Linked DNA regions of Mus musculus: all the other regions are linked to region 1. A link is a contact called in public HiChIP or PLAC-seq and promoter capture Hi-C data. All regions are on one chromosome and are shown on one strand. Each heading gives the region's core, a stretch centred on a gene start, on an enhancer-like site or on the middle of the called end of the contact. The rest is flanking DNA. Distances are from core to core; before and after follow the strand shown. Region 1 holds the start of Tent5b (terminal nucleotidyltransferase 5B). Region 2 has its middle 28 kb from the start of Gm12977. Region 3 holds the start of Rps6ka1 (ribosomal protein S6 kinase polypeptide 1). Region 4 has its middle 17 kb from the start of Rps6ka1. Region 5 holds the start of Ahdc1 (AT hook, DNA binding motif, containing 1). Region 6 overlaps Ahdc1 (AT hook, DNA binding motif, containing 1). Region 7 holds the start of Hmgn2 (high mobility group nucleosomal binding domain 2).

Region 1 (2,700 bases), core at 93-2,592:
GGACTAGATGTTGAGTTTGGGAATCTGGGGAGTGGGGTGGGATGGGGATGGGGGGGGAGAGGAACTGTTGATCAGATACCATCTGTTCCTGGGGAGCTCCAGGACTCCCTCCCTGAACCTGACCTCCACCTCACTGGATAGCCTTTGGTAGGTAGCTCACCCTCCCACCCGAGGCCTCAGTTAGAATGGGGTATAAGAACGGGCATCCTCTGGTATTTCAGAATTCCACAGTGCTCGGGCTGTATGCAGAAAGAGCAAGTTTGGGGTCTTGCAGGGTTAGGTTAAAAGAGCTGTAGTTTGATGGGGGAGGGGGGCAGCTGCCAGAATCTGATCCTCAGGAGGGAGATAGTGTTTTGGGGTCTGAACCTTGGGCCGGCCTTCATTCTAGCCTTAAGGGAGAAGGAACCCCTAAAATGGAAATTTGATGCTATCTTCAAAGGGGTGAGGTCTCCGGTCTGGCCGCAACACGTGGGAGGTTGGGAGCTTTCCCAGGAATTTCTGGGCTGTTTCACCTAGCCAAGGCTTCTTGAGCTAAGGGTTGTGGGAACACAAGGGCAGAGTGCCCTAGAACCCTGAGGGTGCAGGAGGTCCAAGGATGTGAGGTAGAAGAAGAAAAGCTATTCTGGAACCAGGTACACACCCTCCTCACTGGCGACTGCCAGGGCGATGTCCCATCTAGTGCCTCCTCCATCTCCACCCCATTTCCCAGCCAGGGTCTTGGTGAGTGGTTCCCAAGGGAATAAGAGGTCCCCAGAACGGCAAGCAGGCAAGCTCAGCAGGGTGCAGGAAGAGCTGAACTAGTAGTCGGGTTCCTGTTTCTTAGTTTCCCTAGCTTCCCGGCCAGTCATAGACTCCAGGTACCTTGCAGCAGAGCACCACCCCACCCCCGACCCTGCCAGGGTCCCCCTCACCTGCACGATCTGCTGGGGCTGCACGCTCAGCGTGGGGAAGTTGCCTCGTCCGTGAATGGGGATCGGCTCTTTCAGCAGCGCGTCCAGCCGCTTCACCTGTGGCCAGCTCAGCCGACTCTGGTGCCGTCCCAGGGAGGCCGAGGAGGCCTCCGGGTCCGGGCCGCCGCCGGCCGCCCCAGCCGTGGCCACTGCCGAGGCTGCACCGGTCCCCACCTGCGCAGCTGGCTGCTCCAGGCTCTCAGCTCCACTCTCCGACGGCATCATTCACCCGGCCCCGGTGCCTGGACGGCAGAAACCCGGGAATGGTGAAGGCGAGGAGGGCAGGGAGAGTGGCTGTGCACGGGCCAAGGCGGGGTGCGGGGACCCGGCGGCGGCGAGGCAAACCCAGGGAACACCCCCGACGGCAGGGAGGACTAACAGATCTTAGAGCCAGGCGGCTCGGGCCCAGCTGACACTTATAGGCCGCGGGCCGCACGCCCATTGGTCAGCACAGCTGTCACACAGCAGGAGATGCCCTCCTCTTGTCCCTCCCCCTATCACGGGCCAACACAGTTTTGCAAGGGAATCGCTGGCTCTCAGGAGTTTCTGATTGGCTGAAAGGCACGCCCCTTCCCCGCCCCCTCTCTCGGACCGAATTCCCTCCTTTGGTCTTTAAAGAAGCTGCTGCTTGCGATTGGCCCGAGCCTGCCGGGACTTAGAGGGACAGCGCCCTCCAGCGGCAGAAGTCGAGGGAGGTCTGTGTAGAGTAATGTTGCCGTGTTGACAAGGCGGCCCGGCCGCTTTCTAATTTATTCCTTTGATTGGCCCTTCGAATTACCGCATGCCTGGCGTACCTGTTCCATCTTAGGTGAGGTGAAATCTGCTTAGAGAGAGGGCGTTATTACCCATCATCATGTAGCATGTGAGTGTCAGTTATGGTCCTGATGGAGGTTTAAAGATCTATGTAGCTCTTTGCTCCATCTGGGCCCACCCAGGGTTTTTCTGGGATGGATATTACTATTTTTTTTCTCTTTCTCTCTACAGATCATAGAGGCCGAGGCTTATTGCTACTTTTGAATCTTATCCCCTCCTCCTTTTCAGATTTTAAATATATGTGTCATGGGCAGGAGGGAGAATCGAAATCGAATCGCCCTGTTCATCGCCGCAGTATTTTTTTCTTGTCATTCTCGTAATAATAATATAGCAAATTCTGTAGCCTTCCATTTTCCTAAAAGGCAGACTAAGGATTAAAAGACAGGGAAGAAGAATCCAGGACTTAGAAACAGCTACTATACCCCAGTTTCTGTCAGGGCACAGCTTGACCTGCCTCAAACCAGAACACACATTTCTTCTTTCTGAAAGCCGGCCCCAGCCTCAGGCCACTCTAAAAACCCCTGGAGGAGGCCCCGTGTGTTCCACCAGATGTGTAACCCCAGCATTCCAGTGGTGTGGGCAGGAGGATAAGACGTTCAGTTATCCTTGTCTGCCTGTTGAGTTCTGGGTCAGCCGGGGATATACAGTGAGACCCTGTCAACAACAACATCAACAGGCTGGAGATATAAAGCGCTGACCAATTGCTCGCCTAGTGTGCCGGAGACCCAGGCTTCAACCTCTGGTGCCACAAAACGAGGGAAATAAAAATGAGATCTTTGACTGAGTTGTCTCTGAACTCTAGATCCCCGAGGCTACTGATGAAAGCGTTTGAGGTCCAGGCATAATACTCTCCTGCACATGGATTTGGCTCAGTGGCTCGGAATGCTTGCCTAGTGCAAGATCCTGGGTCTAATCCCCAAGCCCCCAAACCAACACA
Region 2 (2,700 bases), core at 27-2,526, 360 kb before region 1:
TCTAGGTTTGGAGCTGGTGAGATGGCTCAGTGGTTAAGAGCACTGACTGTTCTTCCAAAGGTCCTGAGTTCAAATCCCAGCAACCACATGGTGGCTCACAAGCATCCATAATGAAATCTGATGCCCTCTTCTGGTGTCTGAAGACAGCTACAGTGTACTTAGATTTAATAATAAATAAATCTTTAAAAAAAAGAAAGAAAGAAAGAAAAGAAAAAGAAAGTTCCCCTCCTTGGCAAATGGTGGAAAGCAAGTTGGAAATTGGGGCACTTCCTAGTGGTAAGAAAATAGAAAGTTTCCCAACCCCTCCGGGGCACACACTGAGGACGGCTCTAGAAGGTCCAGGAGATTCGTGTTCTGACCGAGGGACGCTGGGAGGAGCTGACATCTTCCCTTTGGGTCAGAGACTCGCTCTCAATACTGGCCTACACACCAGGGTATCTCAGCATCCTGTCTGTCTGTCTTTGTTTTTGGTGGGGGTGGGGGTGTGGTTTCGATACATGGTTTCTCTGTGTATCCTAGGCTGTCTTTGAACTCGTGCTGTAGACCAGACTGGCCAAGGCTTACCGATATCCACCTGCCTCCCTGTCTCTGCATTTATTTATTTATTTATTTATTTATTTATTTGTTTATTTATTTATTTATTTATTTATTTATTTATTTATAACGTGCATGAATAGCGAGGTAGTTGGTGGCAGGTGGATTTCTGTGAGTTCAAGGCCACCAGTCTGGTATACAGATCAAATTCCAAGACAGCCAGCTCTCCACAGAAAACCCCTGTCTCAAACAACCAAACAACAACAACAAAGTGTATGTACAGCGCTTGTGTATACCACACGTATGCTGGTGCCTATGGAAGGCACAGGAAGGCATTCTATTCCATGGAACTGGAGTTACTGCTGTTAGTGAGCCATCTGATGTGGGCGCTTGAAGCCAAATTCAGGCCTTCGGGATGAGCAGGACAAGCTCTTAACTGCTGAGCCATCTCCTGCCCCGTGCGAGCATCCTTAGCGTTTCTGGCTCTCTGCCCATTTGTGTATCCTGCTGTCTAGGATTACCTCAAAGATAGTCCTTGTCAGAGGCAGGTCTGACTCCCTGCCCACGTTAAGTAGTCAAACATTCGGGACTTCAGCCCATGAATTTAAACCCTCCTCTCAACTCTGGAATGACAGGTCATCTGTGGCTTGGCCTTTTTGTTGAGGATCAGAGGTTGGAGGTCAGCCTCGGCGACATAGCACATCTGAGGCCCGTGTAGTCTCATGAGGTAGGCATTTTTGGTTTCACAGGAAGGAAATTGAAGACGAATGTACCCACAAGTGTCCAAGCAAGGAAGTGGCTAGACCACTTAAAAAAAAAAAAAAAAAAAAAAAAAAAAGTGGGGCTGGTGAGATGGCTCAGCGGTTAAGAGCACCAACTGCTCTTCCAAAGTTCAAATCCCAGCAACCACATGGTGGCTCCCAACCATCCGTAACGAGATCTGACTCCCTCTTCTAGAGTGTCTGAAGACAGGTACAGTGTACTTACATGTAATAAATAAATTATGTGGTTGCTGGGATTTGAACTCCAGACCTTCGGAAGAGCAGTCGGGTGCTCTTACCCACTGAGCCATCTCACCAGCCCCAATAAATTTTTTTTTTAAAGTGCCGGGCGTAGTGGCACACGCCTTTAATCCCAGCACTCGGGAGGCAGAGGCAGGCGGATTTCTGAGTTCGAGGCCAGCCTGGTCTACAGAGTGAGTTCCAGGCCAGCCAGGACTACACAGAGAAATCCTGTCTCGAAAAAACAAAAAAACAACAACAAAAAAAACTTATTTGTTGTGTATGATGTTCATGTGTGTGGGCACACGTGACAGAGCATGTAGGCAGAGGTCAGAGAACATAGTACTGAAGTTGGCTCTCTTCTAGCTGGGGATCAACCTCAGGTCCTTAGGCTGGGTGGCATTGTCTTTACTCGATGAACCATCTCAGCAGGCCTGTCTCCTTTTGGTCTCCTATTTCCTATTGCCCAGGTAAACCTCCATCGCCTTGAGCTCCTCCCTTCAACCCACCCCCACTCCTGTCTCAGGCTCCTATGCGCCAGGCAGGCTGCGTTTGAGTCTATCTTATGCCTATATATGTCCTGTATCTGACCCTCATGTAAAGGCTAAATTTCAACTCATAATGACTCATAAAACCTTACAGTTAAAGAGCCTCAAAGGCCTACACCCAACCCCTGTCTCCTACAGGAAAGCCCTTCAGCTGGGCACCCAGCCCTCCATTAAAAATCACCAGCAGTGGAGAATCCACCGCACCTCGGGGTAGTCCCCCACACCCACGGAAAGTTCCTCCACCCTGAGCTGAGAGAGTCAGAATAGCAATACTTTATTTCTAGAAACAGAGAGAGGGGTTCCCCATGAACTCTGGGGAGGTGGGGGGGAAATGACTCAACAAAGAGAGAGGCCTCATTGGGTGCTGCACCTTCAGGGATGGAAGCGGCCACAGCCATGGGCAAAGGGGTGGAACTAAACTGTGGGAGGACTCTGGAGAGGTGAGTGGGAGGACTCAGCCCAGGAACACATACACACACACACACACACACACACACACACACACACACACACACACACACACACCCGCAGTGCTCCTTTCTGTTCCCCTCCTGCCCGGTGCACCTGGGAAGGCAACAGTGGGGCAACAGTGGGTGGACACAGCCCAGACACCAAGT
Region 3 (2,700 bases), core at 67-2,566, 410 kb before region 1:
CCCTGGCTGGCCTAGAATTGGCTAAGTAGCCCAAGCTAGCCCTGAACAGAGATCCTCCTGCCTCTGCCTCCCTACTGCTAGGATTAGAGGCGTGAGTGACTTCTCTCCACTTAAAAATGTACTGCATTAAAATGTCTTTATCGGGGAAGGTTGTCCCTGTGCACATTTGTGGAGGTCAAAGGACTGCTTATGAGTTGGTTCTCTTCCACCACATGGGGCCTGGGGATCAGACTCAGGGAAGGCAAGCTCTTTTACCCATTGAGTCCATCCACGGACCCACCCCACACTCTTTTAAACACCAGTGTGCTCCTGACCTGCTGTGTGACTTCGGATAAATAGCTTAGGGTGTCTACTAGGATGGGGTGGAGTCTCAAAAAAAAAATCACAAGCTGCCTGAAGGTGGAGGTCGGAGATACTCAACACGACCTGGCCGGCAAAGCCTGGGTTCCATGGCCATAACCAAGCAAGGAAACGTAACAAAAAATAAATTCCCTATCAATGACGCCTGTCTTCGCTGGAGGCTTTTAATAAACGAGCCAGCTTGTCTTTCACCTGAGAGTAAGTCTCACGACACCTGGGGCCTAAAATCTCCTTAAGAGCAGGCCAAATCTTACTGGAGAGAATCCTGATCCCACCAGAACTGGATTTTGCCTTCTTTCCAGGGACTCCTGCTCAAGTCAGACCACAATCTGGTCTGCCACGGAAGAGGCGCGGACCTGGCCTGAAACCAGCGCCCTCAAGTGATAGGGCACAACAGACTAGGAAGGAGAAAAAAAAATGCGTATTAGGAAATCACCCTGGGGGCGCTGTGGGTCCTGGCGCTGGCTGGCTTGGGACCCGGGGATCACATGGAGACCCCAAAGTGTGGGCTCCCGTGATGTGCACAAGCTTTCGGAAGGGGGCGATCCTAAGGGCTTGGAGAGCTGAGAGCCAGAGGGCACAAGGCCCAGGCTCCTTCCACGCCTCAGTCGGGATCAGGCCCAGGACGTCCCATGTAAATGTGGGGTGGCAGCCCCTCCCCCTGGAGGGAGAAGGCACATCTGGGTTAACATCCCAAAGGCTGCTAGGACAGGACAACGGAGGCCCCAGCGAGGTCTGCAAAGCGGCACAAAGCCCGGGAAAACGGAACCCGCGGAGCCTCCGGTGGGCAGGGCCGACAGTGGGCTGGGGTCTCTCGTGAAGGCAAGGCTGACTCCCGGCGCGTTGGGGGCGGGGGTCCGCGCCGGGAATGCCGCGCCGTGGGGGGACTGGGCGGGGCTACTCAGGCCCCGCCCCCGCGCAGGTAGCCAATGGGCGCGGCGGCGCCGGGTGACGGAGCGAGCCGAAGTGCGAGTGCCGCGGCGGCGGCGGACGGCCCATCCAGAGCGCGAGGGGCTCAGGGGCGTGCGGGGGTCTCGGTGTAGCAGCAGGGACCCCGTGGCCCAGAGGCAGCGCTGCCCGGGGCCGCCGGGAGGAGCGCGGGCGGTCCGGCAGCGGCGCGATGCCGCTCGCCCAGCTCAAGGAGCCCTGGCCGCTCATGGAGCTGGTGCCGCTGGACCCGGAGGTGAGTGAGAGGGGCGGGGGTTGGGGGGACAGGCGGCGGCGGCCGGCCAGCCCGGATCCGCACCGGGGCGGGGCGGGGGCGGCCCGCGGCGTCTCTGCAGCCCCGCGGGGACGTGAGTGCCCTCCGGTCTCTAGCTCACTGTCCGGCTCCACCCCCTTGTGCTCCGGGTGTGCGTGTGTAGGGGATGGTTCTGCTGGGCTCTCAGTACCTCCCTGCAGTAGCCAGGAGAGGAATCTCCACGGTGTGTTGAGATCTGACACCTAGGACCCATCCCGCTTATCATCTTTTAGTAGCTGTGGGAGTTGCCCCAATCAGTGCAGAAGGGAGAAAGGCTTGGGTCAGATGTCTAGGCTTCTACTAGAGACAAGGATCATGGGAATCCGGTTTCTCACCTTAACCTCTCCCCAAGACCTCTCTTCGTTCCTCCACTTCTGACCTTAGGAAGGTAGCCCTGCTGAATCCCAGGCAGTTATGGAACGTGGGACGATACCACCTCTGGAGTTGGAGCCTGCTTTCCTTTGCCCTAAAGCTAATGACACCGGGTCTTCCTACTTCAGATTATGCTGAAGAGTGGGGAAAGTCCTTAGATCTTGTGAAGACTGTCTCTGTAGAAGAGACTCTGCCTCCGTCTTCCTCTCTCCCTCCTTCCTTTCCTGTAGAAAAAGGCTGAGCCCTTGGGCAGTATGGCTTCTGCCACCTAGCCTTTCCCAGAAGCAACTCCTGTCTTTTTTGAGGGCTTTGTGGTCCAACCCTGAGCATGCAGGAGGCCACTTCTGTGCTGTCCTGTCACCCTGGGATCAAGGTCAAGTTTTGAACCAGCAACTTTAAAACTTTCCCTGCTCTCCTGCTGCGAAGGAGGCAGGTGAAACTCTGCCTTCCTTCACTGGAGCTGTTTTGGGGTACAGGAGGCTGGGGTACAGGAGACCTCACTTGATCCCAGAACCTAGATGCTTTTTCTCCTGGCTTGAACCCCTTTACCTATGCTTGGTACCTCAGGTCAGTCACTGTGAGCCCTGTCTCTCAGGACCACGGGCAGAGAGAGGATCCACAGTGAGATCCCCAAGTCTCCAGGCACTCAGGGCATGCTGCCCCTTTAAAGGGATGGGCTACACTGGCTATTGGAGGGTGGGCGCGGCTGGATTAGGTAACCAACCTGA
Region 4 (2,700 bases), core at 180-2,679, 420 kb before region 1:
AGCCTGTAATCCCAGCACCTCAGGTGTTGAGACAAGAGGGTTGCAAACCCAAGTCCAGCCTGGGCACAGAATGAGTTCGGAGGTCAGCCTTGGCATCTCAGTAGAACCCTGTCTTAAACTAAGAAGAGGCTGTCCAGCTCAGAGGGCAGTGTGCTCCTCTGCTGTCACAGGTCTTCACTGTCAATTTGACTGGCTTTAGAATCTCCTAGGAGACCCACCCATGGGTGTGTTTATGCGGGCATTTCCAGAGACCTTTCACTTAGGAGGGAAGACCCTCTTTGATGTAGTGACACAAAGGAAAAGAGAAGATAAAATGCTACCAGCATCATCTCTCCCCACCACTCCCCATCCCCCCACCTATGTCACCCCCATTGTCACTTGCTATGCCACCTATTCCCCCACCCCATCCCCTACCCATTCCACCCACAAACCCCACCTCCCCACACCACTCCCCCCACCACCAGAAACCCCCCACATCTCTACCCCCACGTCCCTCTCCTCCTTCCTCCCTCCTTCCTCCTCTGTCCACCACTTCCTCACTGCAGACACTGTGCAACCAGCTAGCTGCCCAGAGCTCTTCCGGCTGGCTGTACCCTTCAATCAGCATCTTGTGAACCATGAGCCAGCAGACGCTCGCTCGCCATTAAATTGCTTTTTGCTAGTTCCTCGGCCATGGGAATAAGATGTAACTAATCTAGAGTGCTTGAGGCCCTCAGCTCAGTACCCCGTGCTGGGAGAGAAAAATGTCAACATCCCATCACATTAAAGAAAACTTAATCATTTGCCTCTCACCTTCAATAAGTATGAACATTTTTGCAAAATTTTTTCCCCTTTTGGGACTAAAATCTCTACAGGTCTGCAAAAAGAAAAATCAAAAGATTTTCCCAACCTCCTACTTGTCTCCTCTTTTATTTTAAAAAGTATCATTAGTGCTAGCAATATTTCAGGGTCTCACATAGCCAAGTGCTCTTAACCACTGAGCCCTCTCCCCAGCCCTCCCCACCCACTTTTACACGAGAGCTCCAACAATCAATCTAACTCAGCTCCCCGAGCTTGCTCTACCAGCTGAGCCATCTCACTTTTTATTTGTTCCCAGTGCTCTTTACTTGTGGAAACACCGAGGATTTGTCCCATCAGAGTTGCCATACTGTAGAAAATTTGTTGTTTCCTAGAAGTGTAGTTAAACTTGCTCTTGTGCCTTAGATTTCCAGTAAACGAAAAGTCATTTCCAGAGACTTGGTTAGAGGGGTTTAATGTGTTTGGCAACAGTACTTCATCGGCCACCGTCATCTGCACTTCAAGTGCTGTTTGTCATTTGTTTTCCAGACAGGCTGGATGGATTCTAGCCTGGCCTCAGACTCCCCTTAGAGGAGAGGATGACCTTGTATTCCGATCCTCTCGCCTCCACCTGCTGAGGGCTGGGGTTGTAGGTGAACACCACCATTCCCATTTGATTCAGTACCAGGGATAGAAGCCAGGGCCTCCTGCGTGCTAAGCAGCACTGTGACATCTGAACTGAATCTCCAGCTCGGTACACCCAATATTACAGCAAATCTGAAGTGCGTAATGTTTTAGCTGACATATTCTATTAGCTGACTAATCTGAGGCCTTATTGATCTCTTCCTTATAGAAGTCTCCGTCGGCCTTTCCCCTATTGGCTTTGCCGTCCACTAATGAGTCATTATGTTGTTAGGCATTGCCAAATGGTGATTTTTCTTACTCACGTTGCACTCATTACCTGGATAATTCTTCCATAAAAATGAACTTGTCCTAAGTATTTTATTCTCATGAAATACAGTTTATACAAGACAGGAAATGCTTCCTTCTTCGTGGCCATTTTTGTTTGTTTGTTTGTTTGTTTGTTTGTTTTTGCTTTGAGACAGTTAATAGGTTTTTCTCCACCAACGAGATAAGCTAATTCAAGCCAAATAGAGAGTAAAAAGGCAGGTTTATTTGGGGGCAGCTCACGGGCAGGTTCATGGGTTCCAAGAAATGGGGCTAACGCAGGTGGTGAGCTGGGGGTAGATTCCTCTGGTCTTCGGTCAAGAGCTGGGGCAGAAGTTAGACAGATTCACCCTGAACTTCCCGTGAGGTTCTGGGAAGGTCACCCTACAGCTCTGCACCATGCCCAAGTGGAGGGCAGAGGTGTCGGGGTGGGGAGGGGGTGGTATGGCCAGTGGGTGAGGAGGTCCCCACCATGGTACTGCCATTGGATATGTTCAGGAAACAAAGTTAGCTTGTTCTGAGCTGGGAAAGTCCCTTTTTGAGTTCCCTTCACATCTGAGGGCACTGGCAATTGTCTATGTCACCGAGGGGCCATGGGAAGCCTGGCTTGGTGCCAGCTTTGTCACAAACCCACTGTGTACATTGTAAGCTTCTTCCTCTCTGGGATTTAAGAGTCTTCCGTTTGTAAGATGGCCTACGTGAAAGCACGAAGCTAGACACCCACCAGAGCATGAGTGAGTGAGGAGGTCAGGGACGGCATGGAGCACCTGTGACACAGTCATCTAAGGGAGGGGACTAGGCAGGACAAGGACCCGGGTGGCCGACTTCTGAGAGAGGCTAGAAAGCTTTAATTTAAAAACTAGTAAATACTAGTTAACAACACCTGTAGCCAAAGCAAGAACAAAGTATGCGTCTGGGGCCAGGTGTTATGACACAGGGCTTTAATCCTGGCACTCAAGGGGACAGAGGCAGGCA
Region 5 (2,700 bases), core at 31-2,530, 470 kb after region 1:
GGGAGGGGCTCCTCCCTCCGCAGTCTCCCCTTTTCCCAGCGCCTATCCTAAAATCCAGCCTTGTTCTCCGCTCCCACGGTCCCCCTACATCCCCCCCCCCACATTCTCAGCAAGCTGGAGAGCAAATTGCAGTTTTAAATCCAAAGGCGGAGGGAGGGGGAGGAGGAGGGGGTGCGCGGCAGCTCTGGGCGCGCACCTCGCCCCCGAGCCGGGGGAGCCGCGGGGCGGCCAGGAAACCCGAGAACCCCCCCTCCCCGCCCCCCCTCCCCGTCCACCTCCCCCTCCCCCTTCCCGGCGCTGCCTGCCAGGCTTCGAGCCGAGCCCAGCCGAGCCGCGGGCCCCGGTGGAAACAAAGACCGATCGCACCGCGGGCACCGCAGCCACGGGGTCCGGCGGACCGGACTGGGGGCGCTGGGCCCCCCCACAGTGCGCTGCACAAAAGAGCCTGGCCGGCCGGTCCCCAACCGCGTCTATTGCTGGGCAGGAGGCGCTACTTACCGGAGTGCTGGGCTGCCGGCTCCGTGGGTCCGAGCCAGGCGAGGGGTTTCGGGGGGCGTCTATCTTCCGCCGGCGGCAGCGACACGGGCGCCCGGCTGCTGGGAAGAGGAGTCGTAGAGGAGCCCTGAGCCGCCTGCCGTCGCTGACAGCATGGCTCGCGCCTCGGCTCACATTCTCCGCCGCTAACTCCGCTGGACACGGCCCCCCGCTCCCGCGGCGTCCCCCCCACCACGATTACTCCTTCGCTATCTGCGCCCCACTCGCTTCCCCAGCCGCTCACACACTCTCACAGCCCTGGACACCCCCGCCCCAACCCCCCAATTGCAAACCTGGGAGGGAAGACGCCCCGCGTAGTCCTCCTGCTCCTCCTCCGCCGCCCTCCTCCCTCCCGCTCTGTCTGTCTGTCTGTTTGTCTGCCTGTCTCTATTTCTCTCTCTCTCTCTGCCTTTCTCTGCTCTCCGAGCTGGGTGGGAAAAGGAAATGAGGACAGAAAGCAGACGCTGGCTTTGGGTGGTGGTAGCTGGATTCCCTCTCTCCCTCCCTCCTCCCTCCTCCCCTCCCTCCTCCTGCCTTCTGCTCTCTCCGCTGCGAGCGGGGCTGAGCGCAGCCTGGCGGGTGGCTCGCTCGGCCCGCCCGCCCGCCTGTCTGTCTGTCTGGTCTGCCTCGCTCGCTCCCTCCCTCCGTCTCTCGCCCTCGCCCTGCCTGCCTGCCTGCCTCTCTCCGTCTCCGCCGCCGCCGCCGTTGCCTCTGCGAGCTCGCCTTACCTTCGCTGCTCACCATCCGGAACCCCAGGGGGGAGCGCGCGCAGAGCACGCCGGGACTTGTAGTCCCTGTTCGGCCGCTCCGCGCGCTGTGCGGGCGGGGCCACTCCGGCTGCTCCGACGGCGCGGCCCGGAGCGGACCCTATGCCGGAGTATCCCTGGCCCGGATGAATCCCGTTTTATCTAGGACTGCTGATCCTCCTCAAGGGTTAGGAACATTCCGGGCGTTCCGAGGCCCCTACTCGGGGCTCTGGCTGCGCCAAGGTTGCGGGTGGTAGCGCAGGGGCGGGGTCTGAGAATAAAATGAGTGGAATCGGGCATCAGAGGATGAGCCAAAAGGGCTGCGACTTTCTGGGGTGTCCCAAACACGTTGAGAGGGCCCATGGAGAGACGAGAGGACCTACACTTTCAATTTGGGGACGTTTTTCCTATCAGAAGAGGCGTTTGGCAAGAAAGCCGCTCTGGAAACGCTACAGTCTCCTCCGCATTTCGTGGCCCTTCGCCTCAAACTCAGCCCTGGATTTAGTTCTTCCAGCGCCTACTTTTTATTGTCGTCCACGGGCGGCGAGGGCGCAAAAAATTCTGGACAAAGTGTAGATACCATGCCTTCTGAATTTGAACAATTGTTTGTGAGCGGAATTCAACAGTTCTCCAGCGCCTGCTGCGGCGTGGGGGTTGGGCGCAGCACTTTCACCTACCTCCTCTTCAGGTCACATCTGTTCTCCAGCCCCTGGCTCTGGGCCCCCTGCCTTGCCTATCCCACAGATGGGAATGTGCGCCTCTGAGGAAGGCTTTGTTACCCCCAGGGAGGTGGCTGGACAGCTCTGAAAGGAGAATTGCCGCGGCTGCCATTTACTGAGCACCCGGGCAGCACGGGGTCCTTGGAGCCTTGCAGAAAAAACCCTACGAGACCTTATTTCTATTTTAGATATAAGAGTTCCGGAGCCCAGGTGTCCCGATTAGAAAGTGGTAGATTCAGCATCTGGATAATTTCAAAGCTTCCTTCCTTCCTTAACCCTTGGGCGGTAACAGAGTGGTGATTCCCTCTACTCCACCCCCCCCCCCCCGCGTCCCCGCCATCCTTTACTGTTGATCTTTCTTCCCTGTGTCTATGTGTCCTCCCTTGGCACTAAGGTAGATAAGGTTTGCAGAAGAAACAGATGAGTGATGCAGTGATCACTGCCCTGCTACTTGTCTATTGACTGCTTCTGAGCTGATCCCAACTCATGACTGTGTCTGACATTCCTTTGGCCAATGTCTGCCAACTTAGTCCATCTTGCCCCATGTCCTAAGCTTCTCTAGCAATGCCTTTACTCCCTGATCCACCTGCTTCTGATGCCTTCTTTGCTCTTGCAGGGTAATTGCTAGTCAACACATGTTTAGATGGTGACATTATGCTAACAACACATCCACACCACCTTCACCATCCCTCCATCTCTCC
Region 6 (2,700 bases), core at 37-2,536, 440 kb after region 1:
AGGGTGGCCTCTATCCTCCTGAAAGCGACTGCTGGTACTCAGGTGTCCTTACTGAGTTGGCCCCACACTAATTGCCTTACATGTGCAACTTTAAGCCCCACAAGGCCTAGTTTTTTCAGAAAAGTCAAAGGTAAAGGAGTAAAGAGACTTGCCCAAAGACACTGAACAGTGCAGGGCAGAGAAAGAATCAAACCATGCCTACTACCACCGATGCTTCGGTTTAACGCGGCGCGGTGAGCTCGGTGGGGGCGGGAATTGTAACTGAATCAGAGCCTTCGGCTGGGAGTGGCCAAACGGTTCATCCGTTTCCATCCGCACTTTACCAAACGGTACTAGAATCAGGCAAAGTTGTGGGGAAAGTAATCTCTGAACACACACGCGCGCGCGGACACACTCCCAACAGTAAAGGAAAAGAAAAGAAAAGAAAAGAAAAGAAAAGAAAAGAAAAGAAAAGAAAAGAAAAGAAAAGAAAAGAAAAGAAAAGAAAAGAAAAGAGAAAAGGAAGAGCCCTGAGAGGTCACTTACCAACTCCCCTGGCTTTCGGGGCTCCGGTAAACGGGACGCCCTCCCTCCCGGGTCCCTTTTCTGGACTCCCTGACCCGCAGGGTGCAGTTATGCCCCAAAGCAAGCTGCTGCCGGAGTTGGGGAAATCATCAAGGATGGTCCCCAGCCGTCCGCGGTCCACTGGCTCGGTCGTTGCCAGAGAAGGGGGCCTGGGAGCGAACGGCCTCGCCTGCCTTCGGCAGAGAGGAAGCCCTTCGACGCCTCGGCTCGAGCAGGAGGCGCGGGTCTGCCGGCCGAAAGAAGCCGCTCCGGAGTTTTGCCGCCGCCGCCGCCCCTCGAGCTACCTGGCCGCCCGGTGGCCGCGCCTGCGCCCCCGCCCCCTCCCCAGGAGGCCGCAGGGCTTCTGACTCCGGCGGAGGTGACGGGGCCGAGAGGGAAACCAGGCGGCGGGGGGAGGGGCGTCGCCTGCACCTGGCCCCTGTCCGCCGCCCAGGCCGGGGAAGGGCGGGCCTGGACCCCCGCCAGCCCCGAAGGAGCGGCGGGGGAGGGGAGCCTCCCGCCTCGCCCGGGGGAGGTCCGGGAAACCTCTCCCACCCCCGGAGCGGCGACGGCGGCGGCGGAGGCTACGGAGACGCGTGCGGGGGTCGGCCGGCTCGGCGCCCCCTTCCCGAGCCGCGCTGGGCCGGCTCCCCCGGCCGCTCGCGCTCTCCAGCTGCAGGAAATTCCAGAAGCTCTCCATCATCCCGGCGCAGCGCGCCGCCTGGGCTGCCAAGGCTCCCCGAAGGAGAGCCACATGCGGGCCGGCCGAGCGAGGGAGCGAGCGACCGCGCGGCCCGCCCTCGCCCCCACCCAGTCCCACTCGGCGAGGCAGCCACGTCGCCCGGCCCGCCGCTCCTTCCCGCGCCCCGGGGACGGCGGAATGCGTGGCAGCCCCGGCCGGGGGCTATTTTGAGCGGGAGGGGAGCGGCCCGGCCGCGCTGTTTTCGGCTTTTTCCTGGCCCCCGTCCCGCTAGCCGGGGCCCTCGGCTACCCGCGGAGGAGGGACACGTGGAAGGGGAGGGGAGGGCCGCTTCTATCCGGCTCGGGGCTGGGGAGGGCCCGGGAGACACCCGGCCCGACTCGCTTGCTCGGCCGGTCGAGCGGCAGAATTGCTAACACCGCCTGATTGCGGCTGGTGGCTGCGAGGCGCCCGCTACCTGCACGCCCCTCCTCCGGTGAGCGCCCGCGGCCCGGGCACTCCCTCCCCAGCGGCGGACTCAGGCCTCACTGGATAGCGCCGCCGAGCACCAGTGGCCAATCACCGGCCTCGATTTCCTTACCTGTAAGTTGGGATGAGCTACCCGGCTTTATTCGGAGAGTACCTTATTCACTTTGCCGTGCGCCTTTTCCTGAGCAAAACTTTTTTTTTTGAGGGGGGAGGGATATTTATTGAGAGGGATTTAAAAATCCCCCCTTTCAGAGTAAAAGTCCCTTACACCAAAACAGTGTATTTTCATACATTTACATCTAGCGCCTACTTCATATTAGTGGCCAACAACATGCACACTGGCTCTGCAGTATCAAAGAGCATTAACTCCATTAAGGTCCCAATAAAGATACAGTGTTTCTTGCCGGAGGAAACTGAGGTTCAGTAGTGACCTGCCAGAGGTTTGACAGCAGCACAGCCCAAAGTCAGACAAACTGGCTTCAGAATATTAATTACTGACACAAAGTAATTAAACCTTAAACAGAGGCGGAAACTAAAGCCCAATGTGTCAGAGTAGGTACCCAATAGAGGTCTCCCAACTCTTTAGTACCCCGCTGCAACAGTTGAGTCGGTTCAGCACCTGCTGTGGGACAGCTAGAGGGTCTAAAGATGGATACCATTTTGGATGTCCAAGAGCCCAAAGACTGCACTCTGCTTTCCAATGCTCGTCTCAGACTACTTGGCCCCTGAAGTTAACTTGTTTATCATATTCCGGACTCAACCCAGCCTCAGAGGTAAGGGGTACAAAAATGAGAGATGTGACACAGGGCGGGCGGGCGGGCGTGGGGGGGGGGCGCATCCTCACAGAGCCTGGAGATGCTTCCTGCTCCCTACACACACACACACACCACTCCAAGCAAGGAAACACAAAGGTTGGCAGTCACATATCACACCCTCCCTCCCGCCCCGGAAACCTGGCAGTTTATTTCTGTCTCCGGGTCCCCTGTTTC
Region 7 (2,700 bases), core at 86-2,585, 490 kb before region 1:
TGGAGGATGGCTGCCTCGGGAGCCACTGTGGGCGTGGAAAGGAGAGGCAGATCCACTGTTGTCCAGAGGCAAAGGCTGAAAAATGCTTGATTTGAATTCGCAGATGTCTGCTTTCTGCTGCCATGGCTATTACAAACTAGCTTCAACCCTTGCCTCAGAAATTAAGATGGGACCTATTTTGTGCCTTCCGCCTGAGCACCAAACACCCTATTGCAGATGTTAGCCAGTTGTGTTATGGATGTCAAAAAGAATTTAAAATTTTCTTTTTGAGATACAAGGTTTGTGTGGTAACTGCAAACGAGAGAAGGTTTTGCTTTACTGCTGCAGTTGGCCCCCTCCATCGGGTGCACTCAGCTAGCTCTAGAAGGCCGGACTTTGGGCGGGGGTGGCCTGGAAGGGCCCCTCTGCCATCACACCTGTTCATCTACTTGTTTCCTAATCTTCCGGCGCTTCCCTTCAACCGCCTTTTCCTCACGCAACCGAGAGCAAGCCAGCTCGATGGTGTGTGAGGCGGGCTTTAGCCAGCTGTGGCATCTGCAAAGCCCAGGTTCCATGGCCTCTGCTGAGTGGGGGCAGCTGGGTAGCTGCAGCCCAGACCCAGAGAGCCGAGTGGGAGGGGCGTGCTCCCGGGCTGGGGCGCCGGCTTTTCTCCACCATTCTGTGACAGGGGCCAGAGGGGATTTAAGGAAGCTACCAGGCAGATGTTGGGGGGCTGTTTAACGTTGGGGAGGCGGCTCAGCAGTAGGTGCTGAAAGGACAGCTCCTACCTGCCCCGCTGTACCCGAAAGGCATCCCTGTGTGGAAAGTCTCCCCTCCCAGCCCACACCTCCACATCCCGTGGACTGCTTTCCAGGTGAGCACACCGAGGGACTCCCCAAGGTGGCAACTCAAAAGGATGCACGTCCGACTGCGCCAAGCTTAGCCTCCCGGCTCTCAGCCCACGGGAGCCCGTGGTCCCCGGGGCTGCGGCCGGCGCGCTTCCCGCCGCCTCTGGAGCTGGGCGGCGCGGCCAGGCCTCACAAACCCCTCTGCTGGGGCCCCGGCGGGAGCAGGAAGGAAAGCGGCCGAGATGTGCCCAGTGTCGCACGGCTTGGAGAAGTGGGTAGAAGGGTTGCATAAGGTGGAAGGAACTTGGTAGTTTGCAAAAGCCAGGTCTGGGCGGGAGCGGAACCCCAAGCCTGCCGCCTCGCGCGCCCCTCATTTATTACCTCCGACTCCGAGGCGCGCCCCCTCCCCCAAGGCGCGCCGCCGTCTCGAGCGCCCTCCCCCTGCACCCCCTCCTCACTCCAGAGGAGGTGAGTTTAAACCCCGCCCACGTGACCCCAACTGGGCCAATGAGCGGCGACGGGAGGTGAAATCCGGTTCTAACCGGTCCGGGGCTCCCAGCGCTATAAAAACTTTATAAACCCCCCGGAGCCCGAGCAGTGTGAGGAAGCAGCGAGGACGACCCCCGGACGGAGCAAACCCGCGCGCCGCTGTATCCCCGTGCTCAGCGCCGACGTCCCCTGCCGCCACCATGCCCAAAAGAAAGGTACGTGGCGCGAGCGCGCGGGCGCCCCGGGACCACCGCCAGCCTCGGGCTCGGGACTCGGCGGTAGGTCGGGCGCGGCGCGAGGTTCCAGCCCGAGTCCGGCTGCGGGGCGAATCGTGCGAGGCGCGCTGCCCGCGGGCGCCAGAAGCCATATTGGAGGCTCGGTGGCGGTAGCAGGAGGAGCCATGTTGGCAGCTGTTTATCCCGCTCCCTGTGGCCGCCCGCGCCCCCTCCCCCACCGGCAGCCCCCTCCCCTCCTCCCTTCCTCCCGCGGGCGAGCGAGCGAACGAGCGGGCGATTCAAACCCGAAAGGGCGGGAAGGCGGCGCTCGGCTGGGCGGGCGGGGGAGCGCGCTGCCGCCAAAACTGCGTCCGCGAGGGGCGGGCCCGCGGCGTGGCTCCGCCCTCCCCGGCCGCCCACGTTCCGGGCGCACGAGACGCGCGCCCCCGCCCACGGCTTCCCCGAGCTCCCGCCCTCGACGGCTGCCATGGCAACGGCGCCAGGCGCCGCCTCCGGAGAGGTTTGTTTGCACAATCTGCAGCTGTTAATGCCTGGCGCTGGTGGCTCCGAGCGCCTGTGGGGCCAGGCTCCAGCTTCTCCCGCGCTCTGCGGCCAGCCTGCCCGGTCTTCCGTGCGTCTCGGACTTTAGTTGGGCCTTATCCCCGTTAAGGCTTCTTATATAAAACTTGGGTGTATGCGTTTTTAGAATGGGGTCTGACGGTTGCTGTTAAGTTCCGGTTCTCTGAGATTTGCCTCCGAGGTTACAAGTTTTGGTCTTTTTATCATTTTGTAGGCTGAAGGGGATGCTAAAGGAGACAAAACCAAGGTGAAGGACGAGGTGAGTCTTATCCATTGAGGGCAACGCACAAAGCCTTGCGTAGTAGCTACCAAGGTTCTGTGGTAGTAAATGACCACGAATTGTCTCATTAACTTTTCTTTAATGTGAAGCTGACTAGTGAGGAGACCTGTGCTTATTCCTCTTACTTTCTTTTTTAATAGCCACAGAGAAGATCTGCGAGGTTGTCTGCTGTAAGTGTATGCGTCTATTTCCTGATCTTTACCTGATACTGGGAACCACTTGGGGGCGGATCTCTGTGATCCCGTTGCATTATATATGGTGGCTGTTGCACATCTAGAGGTGTTTGCTGTTGTCCCACGTTCTGATGCTT

The links. Promoter capture Hi-C pulls out the DNA fragments that hold promoters and counts their contacts. HiChIP or PLAC-seq counts read pairs in DNA pulled down with a chosen protein or histone mark.
Region 2: a contact with region 1 is called in a promoter capture Hi-C map of pre-B cells, with 3 times the contacts expected there. The contact joins the enhancer-like site here to the promoter of Tent5b in region 1. A contact is called at or near these places in 2 of 39 promoter capture datasets (embryonic stem cells and pre-B cells), 1 of 15 datasets of contacts at CTCF or cohesin (large pre-B cells), 1 of 484 Hi-C or Micro-C datasets (B cells) and 3 of 115 datasets of contacts at active chromatin or transcription factors (T-cell acute lymphoblastic leukemia, embryonic stem cells and large pre-B cells).
Region 3: an H3K4me3 HiChIP or PLAC-seq map of embryonic stem cells shows a contact between it and region 1, with 7 times the contacts expected there. The contact joins the promoter of Rps6ka1 here to the promoter of Tent5b in region 1. A contact is called at or near these places in 5 of 39 promoter capture datasets (cranial neural crest, hippocampal neurons, maxillary cranial neural crest and 2 more), 1 of 15 datasets of contacts at CTCF or cohesin (large pre-B cells), 1 of 484 Hi-C or Micro-C datasets (embryonic stem cells), 5 of 115 datasets of contacts at active chromatin or transcription factors (embryonic stem cells, large pre-B cells, pancreatic cancer cells and 1 more) and 1 of 9 other capture datasets (liver).
Region 4: a contact with region 1 is called in a FOXA1 HiChIP or PLAC-seq map of pancreatic cancer cells. The contact joins the enhancer-like site here to the promoter of Tent5b in region 1. A contact is called at or near these places in 2 of 39 promoter capture datasets (hippocampal neurons and pre-B cells) and 3 of 115 datasets of contacts at active chromatin or transcription factors (bone marrow-derived macrophages, embryonic stem cells and pancreatic cancer cells).
Region 5: a promoter capture Hi-C map of embryonic stem cells shows a contact between it and region 1, with 4 times the contacts expected there. The contact joins the promoter of Ahdc1 here to the promoter of Tent5b in region 1. A contact is called at or near these places in 8 of 39 promoter capture datasets (the 3T3-L1 cell line, the C10 cell line, embryonic stem cells and 4 more), 7 of 115 datasets of contacts at active chromatin or transcription factors (astrocytes, bone marrow-derived macrophages, craniofacial prominence and 4 more) and 2 of 9 other capture datasets (embryonic stem cells and liver).
Region 6: a contact with region 1 is called in an H3K4me3 HiChIP or PLAC-seq map of bone marrow-derived macrophages, with 5 times the contacts expected there. The contact joins the enhancer-like site here to the promoter of Tent5b in region 1. A contact is called at or near these places in 2 of 39 promoter capture datasets (hematopoietic stem and progenitor cells and neutrophils), 1 of 484 Hi-C or Micro-C datasets (muscle stem cells), 3 of 115 datasets of contacts at active chromatin or transcription factors (bone marrow-derived macrophages, embryonic stem cells and pancreatic cancer cells) and 1 of 9 other capture datasets (macrophages).
Region 7: a contact with region 1 is called in an HNF4G HiChIP or PLAC-seq map of pancreatic cancer cells. The contact joins the promoter of Hmgn2 here to the promoter of Tent5b in region 1. A contact is called at or near these places in 1 of 39 promoter capture datasets (liver) and 1 of 115 datasets of contacts at active chromatin or transcription factors (pancreatic cancer cells).

What each region holds. Positions count from the first base shown.
Region 1 is chr4:133,478,775-133,481,474 of GRCm38.p6, reverse strand. It overlaps Tent5b (terminal nucleotidyltransferase 5B), which reads right to left and starts at 1,342. Exons shown (of 2, transcript NM_175307.6): 1 at 912-1,342. The coding sequence starts at 1,175.
Region 2 is chr4:133,842,982-133,845,681 of GRCm38.p6, reverse strand. No RefSeq gene overlaps it. Among named protein-coding and RNA genes, the nearest start is that of Gm12977, 28 kb to the left of the region's middle. Within about 2 kb of position 1,276, at least 72 of the 459 cell types and tissues checked have an H3K27ac peak or open chromatin away from gene starts, as enhancers often do. A contact at or near this core is called in T-cell acute lymphoblastic leukemia and pre-B cells, where this site is marked.
Region 3 is chr4:133,886,413-133,889,112 of GRCm38.p6, reverse strand. Rps6ka1 (ribosomal protein S6 kinase polypeptide 1) reads left to right here and starts at 1,316. Exons shown (of 22, transcript NM_009097.5): 1 at 1,316-1,543. The coding sequence starts at 1,481.
Region 4 is chr4:133,903,235-133,905,934 of GRCm38.p6, reverse strand. No RefSeq gene overlaps it. Among named protein-coding and RNA genes, the nearest start is that of Rps6ka1, 17 kb to the right of the region's middle. Within about 2 kb of position 1,429, at least 34 of the 459 cell types and tissues checked have an H3K27ac peak or open chromatin away from gene starts, as enhancers often do. A contact at or near this core is called in bone marrow-derived macrophages and pancreatic cancer cells, where this site is marked.
Region 5 is chr4:133,010,086-133,012,785 of GRCm38.p6, reverse strand. Ahdc1 (AT hook, DNA binding motif, containing 1) reads right to left here and starts at 1,280. Exons shown (of 7, transcript NM_146155.3): 1 at 1,263-1,280; 2 at 499-596.
Region 6 is chr4:133,037,612-133,040,311 of GRCm38.p6, reverse strand. The region is part of intron 2 of Ahdc1 (AT hook, DNA binding motif, containing 1); the gene reads right to left. Among named protein-coding and RNA genes, the nearest start is that of Ahdc1, 27 kb to the right of the region's middle. Within about 2 kb of position 1,286, at least 206 of the 459 cell types and tissues checked have an H3K27ac peak or open chromatin away from gene starts, as enhancers often do. A contact at or near this core is called in bone marrow-derived macrophages, embryonic stem cells, muscle stem cells and 1 more, where this site is marked.
Region 7 is chr4:133,966,626-133,969,325 of GRCm38.p6, reverse strand. It overlaps Hmgn2 (high mobility group nucleosomal binding domain 2), which reads left to right and starts at 1,335. Exons shown (of 6, transcript NM_016957.3): 1 at 1,335-1,531; 2 at 2,325-2,369; 3 at 2,531-2,560. The coding sequence starts at 1,517. Dhdds (dehydrodolichyl diphosphate synthase) reads left to right here. Exons shown (of 9, transcript NM_001362959.1): 9 at 1-298.